Regions from separate parts of the Mus musculus genome. Here regions 1 and 3 are each linked to region 2. The links are chromatin contacts, called in public Hi-C and HiChIP or PLAC-seq maps. All regions are on one chromosome and are shown on one strand. Each heading gives the region's core, a stretch centred on a gene start, on an enhancer-like site or on the middle of the called end of the contact. The rest is flanking DNA. Distances are from core to core; before and after follow the strand shown.

What was found. A called contact is a pair of places that touch in the nucleus more often than the background predicts. HiChIP or PLAC-seq counts read pairs in DNA pulled down with a chosen protein or histone mark.
Region 1: a contact with region 2 is called in a BATF HiChIP or PLAC-seq map of CD8 T cells, with 16 read pairs. The contact joins two enhancer-like sites. A contact is called at or near these places in 2 of 15 datasets of contacts at CTCF or cohesin (CD8 T cells and the NIH/3T3 cell line), 5 of 484 Hi-C or Micro-C datasets (Th2 cells, bone marrow-derived macrophages, cerebellar granule neurons and 2 more), 4 of 115 datasets of contacts at active chromatin or transcription factors (CD8 T cells, bone marrow-derived macrophages, embryonic stem cells and 1 more) and 1 of 9 other capture datasets (liver).
Region 3: a contact with region 2 is called in a Hi-C map of bone marrow-derived macrophages, with 2.5 times the contacts expected there. The contact joins two enhancer-like sites. A contact is called at or near these places in 1 of 15 datasets of contacts at CTCF or cohesin (CD8 T cells), 7 of 484 Hi-C or Micro-C datasets (the AML12 cell line, CD4 T cells, DN3 thymocytes and 3 more) and 1 of 9 other capture datasets (bone marrow-derived macrophages).

Annotation. Positions count from the first base shown.
Region 1 is chr3:109,322,668-109,325,367 of GRCm38.p6, reverse strand. No RefSeq gene overlaps it. Among named protein-coding and RNA genes, the nearest start is that of Vav3, 17 kb to the left of the region's middle. Within about 2 kb of position 1,402, at least 68 of the 459 cell types and tissues checked have an H3K27ac peak or open chromatin away from gene starts, as enhancers often do. A contact at or near this core is called in CD8 T cells, Th2 cells and bone marrow-derived macrophages, where this site is marked.
Region 2 is chr3:109,194,932-109,197,631 of GRCm38.p6, reverse strand. No RefSeq gene overlaps it. Among named protein-coding and RNA genes, the nearest start is that of Slc25a24, 73 kb to the right of the region's middle. Within about 2 kb of position 1,256, at least 31 of the 459 cell types and tissues checked have an H3K27ac peak or open chromatin away from gene starts, as enhancers often do. A contact at or near this core is called in CD8 T cells, Th2 cells and bone marrow-derived macrophages, where this site is marked.
Region 3 is chr3:109,271,836-109,274,535 of GRCm38.p6, reverse strand. No RefSeq gene overlaps it. Among named protein-coding and RNA genes, the nearest start is that of Vav3, 67 kb to the left of the region's middle. Within about 2 kb of position 1,310, at least 77 of the 459 cell types and tissues checked have an H3K27ac peak or open chromatin away from gene starts, as enhancers often do. A contact at or near this core is called in bone marrow-derived macrophages, where this site is marked.

The DNA of each region.
Region 1 (2,700 bases), core at 153-2,652, 130 kb before region 2:
AGATAACAGGGTTAGAAGTGTGAAAAAACTACTCAGATTTCCGTATCTGGTTATTTGGAAGAACTGAGTTTAACAAAACAGGTCATCCTGAAGCCGGCAGAAGGTAGGAGGTGGGGAGGGAGGGTTGATGTGACTAGGGTTGAGATTCATTAGCACAGAAAACAGTTGGAAGTTGGATGTATGATCATGGGTAGAACTCACTAGAAAGAGATTATAGAGTATGGGATACTGTTCACAGTCGGGAATGACAGGAAGAGAGACAGAACATTATTGGAGAATAACCTGCATATGACAGTGTGTCACCCAATCCAGGTCGGTACCCACCAAAGGATCACTTGGATGCTGGTCTCTTGTGTGTCCTTTATACCCTGGACTTGGCATGTTAATGATCGAAACTACTGCTGTGCCATTTCTATAGTCATTTCTAGATAGCAACTAAGACCCAACTCCAAGTCAGGATCTGACTTTTGGAGCCCAAAAAGTCTTTAAATGTTGTCTTTAAGGAACTCTAGATATTATCATGTGCACAAAAATGCACATACACACAGGCACAAATCAAAGTAACTCCATGGCAAACAATCTCCCTTTCTCTAAGATATTGATTTAGGCCTTGAAGAATGGTTCCATGCAGGTGCAGGCATGATGGCCCGTAATTCCTCCTCCCCAGGGAACTAGGAGCTCTCAAGCTCCTTGGCTCTGAGTGAACCCCAACTCTGCTTGGGAAGTTTATTTTCCTTGTCTGAGTCTACTGGTTCCCCTCCTAGGATTCTAAATTGGTCTGTGATAAGTGAATTTGTAGTAAGGCGACATTTGTTAACAGTCTAGATTTCTCTAATGCTGGAGGTTCTGTAGTAAATAAAACAGACAAGCATATCTGTTGGCAGGCTCCTTATGGCTTTCCTCACTGACCGGATGAAAGCACAAAGTAGTTGGAAAGTGTCAAGTATAGGAAGCACATTTCCTACCTATCAGGGCTGTCTCTGTGAGCATCAGAACTCTGTCTATGCTAAACTGCAATCAAGTTGCCCATTGGGTCAGTAACAGTCCCCAGTTCCCTAAGGTGCCTCTCTGGTAACTCCAGGAACACCAGCTGCAACTCCTTATCCCTTCCCACTGCTGCACCTCAGAGTTCTTCCTCTCCTGCTATGATGTCCCAAGGACAGGCCTGCCTGCATTGGCCCTGAGGCTGTCACCTGCTAGTGCATCTTTATCTGTCTAAGTGCTACTGAGGAAAATGAGAGTCCCCAGAATCCGTTTGAGCTCCCCCGCTGAGCTGATCTCAACTCATTCAGAGCCCATAAAGGAGAAAGTAAAAATCAAAGGCACTGACTAGGAGCAGAGCAGAAAATACCCAAGCTCCCCTACTTCCTCTAGTACGCGGGTCAGGAGGCTTCAGAAGTTGAGATAGGAGAGACATATGAGTGACAGATCAGGGTTTAGAATACCACTCCAGCTGGGTGAGCCCTCCTGCTGTCTCACCCTCTCTACTCAGGTAGTGAGAGGGGAAATGAACTATGCCACAGGCTTGGTTTAGTACTCCTTCCTTTCCTATCCTCCCCTCCCCCACACCGCTACTTCCTTCTCTCCTCCCCTCCCCCTGCCCTTTCACCTCTCCTCCCCTTTCCCTCTCATCAAGTCCCTTTTACTCATTTAGATTCTGTTTGTTTAGAAGAAAATTTTAGTACACCAAAGGATACCTCCCTAGCCACAAAGGTACTTGTGTGAGAATGAGTCACCTCTTTACTGAACAAAGGCTCTCAAGAAGGAAGTATTATCCGGAGGCAGAAGGCTTAACACAGGGAATAAATTCTGTGCTAGGTTTGAGGATTTGATCTTGTTCTTTTAGACATTCAGGAGTTTAAATGTTTATTTACGCACAGATGGCAATTGTCACTGTCTTATTTAATCTCCCCTTTTCTTGTCTCTTTCATAAAAGTGGTTGAGTTTGAAAATTCCTTTATTATTTGGACAGTTTTTACGGAGAGACATCATTGTCAACTGCAGGAAGAGGAAGAAGAAAAGTATTCAGCGGTAGATTATATCTCAGTGCACACCAGACATATGTTGGGCTCGGTAGTCAAGGAAAGTAATCCATTTTGCTTAAACATTAAAATCAATTTTGTAAGTTTCCTGGCTCCATAACACGCCGCCAGCTTTCATCAAGAGTGTGTTTTCACATTAGAATTCAAAGTGCTCACAGAATGAGATTTAAAAGGGGGTTTCATCCATAAGAAAATACTAGAACACTCCTATCCCCTACCCCATCCTCATCCTCCCATTCTCCCACCCCACCCCCATTCCACCACCTCCCAAACCCCACCCTCTATCCCCACCCCCCACCCTACCTCCCATTCCCACCCTCCATTTTCACCCCATCCCTATCCCACCTTCCATCCTCACTTCTCATCCCCCCACCCCACCTCAAATTCCACTATAACTTGGTTTATTTTTAACATTAACTAGGAACTTCAATTAAATAATAAATAGTCAAGAATGAAGACTTTTAAACCCCATGACTTCTGTACAGAAGGCAGACACCAAAACAACATATTGCTACCCTCTCCTGATCTAATTATTGCAGAGGACAATATATACTCTAATTTTCAACAGAGAGTTACAAGGAATGATCAAGACATACAGTCAATTGCTAAACAATGTATTCTCAGAATAAAAGTGAGTTTTGTACATTTTCTTGGTGAA
Region 2 (2,700 bases), core at 7-2,506:
AGCTGGAATTGTGAGCTAAAATACTTACTCCTCCAAGTTGCTTTAGTCAGAGTGTTTTATCACAGCAAAAGGAAACAAAACTAGGACACCCAGAGTCCCCTGTGCTAAAGTACCTCTGCTTGCTCCCCGCAGGGCACTTCACTCAGCATCCAAGTCACACCACATCATCTAAACATGCCTGGTACCTAAGCTGCCTGTGAGGCAACTAATATTCTAAACGCAAGATTCTGATAGTCTTCAAAACTTGAATTTCTTCAAAGCAAAAGGAAATGTTGTAGTTTTAACAATGGTGTAAAAAAAATGGTTTATTGATGGCATGACTAAACGAATTGCTAGTAAAGAATGGTTAATCGATAAAATATTATAAAATCACCCCACTTAAACCACAGATTTTCACTGGATGAAAGTAGCCACATAACCTGATGGTATAGATTGTATCACAAGTGTTATTTTGACCCCGTTTCAAAGAAAATTATGAAAAGATTCAGTGGATCCATAATGCTCTAGAAGCCTTTCAATGATTTTTTTTTCTGTCAAAAAAAGTCCTTGAATATATACTAAAAATATCCACTAAAAGTGTTACAGAAAAGCCAAACTGATAAACATTTGGTATTTCTGGTTCTTTTCACCAAAGTTGTAGCCCAGTGTAGACACTAGATCCATACTCTTTCTGCCTGATCACATTTATCATCACCAAAGATCACATGGAGAGGAGAAGAGGGAGGAGAAAGATAACGATTTGCAAAACTAGGTGGTGAGATCTAGAAATAATCTTATGTTTATTATGTCTTAATTTCCCTTAGTTACGGTGAACAATTAGATGAATTCAGGATAGGCAAGAAGTGAAGTAAAGAGAAGTCTACTGATCTACATAGGAGTGAGAGTTTTGTGGGGAAGCAATATAAGAACAGAAAAGAAGCTGAGGGGGCACAAGAAATGATGGGATTTCCAGCCAATTTTATTTCGATTCCTTAAACATGTCTTCTTACATCACAACAACCAAGGTGAACTGAGAAACTTAATGCAAAAGGATAAGTATAGCCAGTTCCTTGTTACTAGCTAGTAATCATGACAACCTAGTTATCTATAACTAAGCATCTTATCTATTTCCCACATCAGTTTGGTACAGTTGTGCATTTTTAAATGAATACTGTTTTCTGAGTGTGTTTTATTTCTTCTACTATAAAAAGGGAAATGAGATGTGGGTTTCCGTGTGTCATCTCAGCATTAGTCACCTTAAACAACCTTCCCAAATGAATCATCTAAAACGCAAAATGAAACATGCAGTTCTAAAGAACTGCTATGAATCCATCCCAGAGATGGTACAAAGGAAGTTCAAGTCTGAGCTGAGAACAAGAACCTGCCAAGGGAAGCAGAGACCAAACCCTGCAGGAAGTTTGCAATGCCCTGGAGGCAAAGAGTGTAAAACTCACAATGCCCAGGAAAGGAAAGCAAACCCCAGATCCTTCAAAACACAGAGAATCACACAGAGAGACCTGCACACAAGGGAAATCTCAACCAGGCTCAGAATAAAGAAGATGAGGAACAAATGCCTCCTTCTCTGCAGAAAGAGACCGTGTGCCTGTACCTGGCATTGGCACAAAGAGGAAATCTAGCCTCTCTCCTGAGATTTCACAGCCTCTGAGGATCACAGTCTAAATTCACCCAAACTTTATGACCCAGGATCTCACAAAGAAAATGCGAGGTCTCTCCAAGGACTTCCTCAAGGGGAGTGATGGCAGTGAGGTGGAGTTACCGAAACTTCCAAACTCACCCTGAAAACCCAAGCCAACAACCTAAAATGCTTCTGACTCTCTTCCAGACACTGACCGGAACCTCGGGATGCTTTCTTTAGTACTTTGGCTCTTTCTTCTTTCTCTGAAGTTTCCCCTCCCATCATGTGGCTGCTTGTCTGCCATGTGTCTGACCTCCATGTCCACTTAAATAGATTTCTTTTCTTCTGTCCTCCATTCCCATCTTCCTGGAAGATGTACAATTTGCCTGCCTTGCAGGAGTTTTTCTCTTCTAAAAGCTAATAAAATTGTCCTTCATCTTTTTTTTTTAAAGTTGACAAATACTCAACACCACCAAAAGACTCACTCAAATGGAACTTGGAAAGTAACCCTGAGGACAACTGGAGGGGCAGAGAGAAAGCCTCAGACTAGTCAACTAGTGTGGTACAACTCCTGCTGTACTACACTTGTCCCCATCACTTCCAATATTAAAGATTTACCTGGATTTTCCTCCAGTGCCTCCCACTAGCAAACCAAGTAGTTGGCTGACGTAGGAACTTAGGAAACAAGGTTTCTGATATCCACTTCTTGCATTATATGGTAAGGAAAAGAAGGAACAAAGATAAGTCCATGTCACTTAGACAAATGACCAGGGCACCCTTAGTTTTTCCTTTGCTATGATCAGAGAAGTTCTTAGCATGGAAAAATTATGAACATGGTCTCTGTTGACCTTAAATGAACCCGTGACAGTGTGTTTAAACCATCAAATATTTAAAAGAATGTGATCCTTTCATCCAAACTAGGTCGACTTTGGTGGACACAAAAAATTGGTCCCAGAAGTGGGATTCTGCTGCAGCAAAAAATCCCAGAAGATATGGCACTGGCTTAGAGGTCTGTGGGTCAGGAAAAGAGAAGCCATACTCAGAGGCTGAAATGGTCTTTCATTTTTGGCAACAAGAAGCATTGA
Region 3 (2,700 bases), core at 61-2,560, 77 kb before region 2:
TGCAGGAGTTGTTAGAACAAAAGCACAAAGGCCTGCAGAAAAGAAGAAACTTAAACCGGAGAATAAAGGACAGGCAGAAGTGTCTGAGCAAGCAAAAGATGGGAGCGCATTTATATCACGCTAGCACTTTATCAAGAACATGAGTCCTGAAGCCCAGCCACCACTTACAGTTCCTGGGTTGGTAGGCAAGTTCCCTCTCTTTGGTACTTCAGTTTCCCTATCTGAACATGGCACAGACAACAATGTATTTTGTAAAGTTTCTTGTGAGCATTAAATGCATTATTGTTAAGTGTTGAGAGGAGTGTCAAGTGTAGGAAGGGTTGGATGGCTGCTGCTACTGCTGCTACCAGTACTATTACTACTAATGTTTGGTTATAGTCCAGATTATTCTCATCTGTGGAGTAAATATTTAGTTTTGTGCCTATGATGGGTTCAAGCCTTGCATGACAGTTGAAAACCCCTGCTCTAAAGAAACTGGAGTGCAAACACAGCAACGAGAGGCATGCACATATTAGCGGGCTTCAGTAATTCAGGTGAGCGATGGCATTGCTCCCTGTATTGCAAGTAGAGCACTCAGACCATGTCAATGCTTTTGCAGGATTTATCAGGGAACACTGTTTTATTGCTACTTACAAGAAGAAAGATCTCAGGTCTGCCATGCATATTTAAGTACTGGTGCCAATCAAGCGAGCATCCTTCCTAAGAATGCTTTTTTTTTTTAATGGCTATTTTTTGCCTGGCAATCTTTAAGGAAGGAAGATAGCTTAACACATCAAAGCAGCATCGTTCATTCTGTGTGCGTTGCCCTGGAGTAATCTTCTCCATGAATCTTTCATGAAACAGACTCCCTGCAATGAGAGTGCGGACTGAAGGTCAGAAAGGGTGAGTCACAGCTGATGTTGGAAGACTCATCTGAAACCATTGTTGACATATTCAGATACTGTCTGCAATGGAGACAAAGAATTCCATACCCTGTATAGCAGGGGTCTAGAGAATGAGTTTTAGCAAGACTACTTTACAACAAATCCCCGTGATAGGAGCCAGTACCCCTCTCTGGACTGTATCTCATTTATTACTCAGCTCCCAGCTTTTTATTTCCACCCAATTAATTGTCAGATGATTCTCAGTCATAGCTCAGATTGCTACATACTTCCTCCCACTAGGATTGCACTAACACCACAGAATTTTAGTGAAAAATCTTACAGTTTATGGAAATCCTAGCTAAGCTACTGGTCTGTATTTATGGAATAAGAACAGTGGAAGGTTTCCAAGATGTGAGCTCAAAGAGGGCCAGCTGTTTGCCCCAACACCCCCTAGGATGTGAAAATGCATTCTGAGGGTGAGTCATGGCGACCAGCTGGCTTTGTAGAGCAGTGAGCCTAGAGCCTTGTGAATACATTATTTTTCCACCAGAGCAGATGACAGTTACCTCCCTTTGTTCAGATTTTAAAAGAATAAAAGAGGAAGAGGAAAAGGAAAAGGAAAAGAAAGAGGAAGAAGGAAAATTTTTCATTGTAATCCCACTGACAGAATAAACAAATTTTGTGCTGAATTTGTTAGTGATAAATTAGAATTCTTCTTCCACAACCTTCACCAAAACATTCATGCACTTCTCAAATGTGACCCTAGATGATCACCTTAGACATCCTCTGAAGACTCTTGAGAGATATGCAAATTCCCCAACGATGCCAGTCAATTTGATGTTATCTAACATTCTGTATATTTCTGTCAATCTCCACAGGTAATTCTGGTACAAATTAAAGTGTCAGAGCTATTGCTCCAACTGTGTGAAAATTTATTTTCAAGAGAGTTACATTGAGTTCCAAAAAGCTTAAATCAAATAACCATTTTGTAGGCTCTTCCTATATAAGTCAACTTACCTATTTACAATCCTCTGATGGTTCCTCTAAAGGATAAAATGCAAATTCCTTAGCTTGGTCTAGAAAGACCTTACAAGCTGGTCCTTGTCCAGGTTTACCTCCCTATATCATACACCACACTTATCCAGTTTTACCTCCCTATAGCATACACCACACTGCAGACCCACTGTGTGTATCTTAATTCCATTCTATGTACATGCCTGGTAGACCCCTCTCCTTATATCATAGTCTTTCTCAGTTCTTCCATAGACAATGAATTGCTATAGCCTCAATATTTCTTTTTTTCCATTTTTTATTAGGTATTTAGCTCATTTACATTTCCAATGCTATACCAAAAGTCCCCCATACCCACCCACCCCCACTCCCCTACCCACCCACTCCCCCTTTTTGGCCCTGGCGTTCCCCTGTACTGGGGCATATAAAGTTTGCAAGTCCAATGGGCCTCTCTTTCCAGTGATGGCCGACTAGGCCATCTTTTGATACATATGCAGCTAGAGTCAAGAGCTCCGGGGTACTGGTTAGTTCATAATGTTGTTCCGCCTATAGGGTTGCAGATCCCTTTAGCTCCTTGGCTACTTTCTCTAGCTCCTCCATTGGGAGCCCTGTGATCCATTCATTAGCTGACTGTGAGCATCCACTTCTGTGTTTGCTAGGCCCCAATATGGCTCCTTGATCACATGTCTCCAAGAGAACCCATTAAGTTATTTCATAGTTCCTCCCTCATCTACCTAAAACCTGAAATAAAGACTGAGCAAATCATGAATAAACGTATTCTCTGCTCTATCTTTGTAGTTGCCTGCCCCTGCTATACATTTGACAT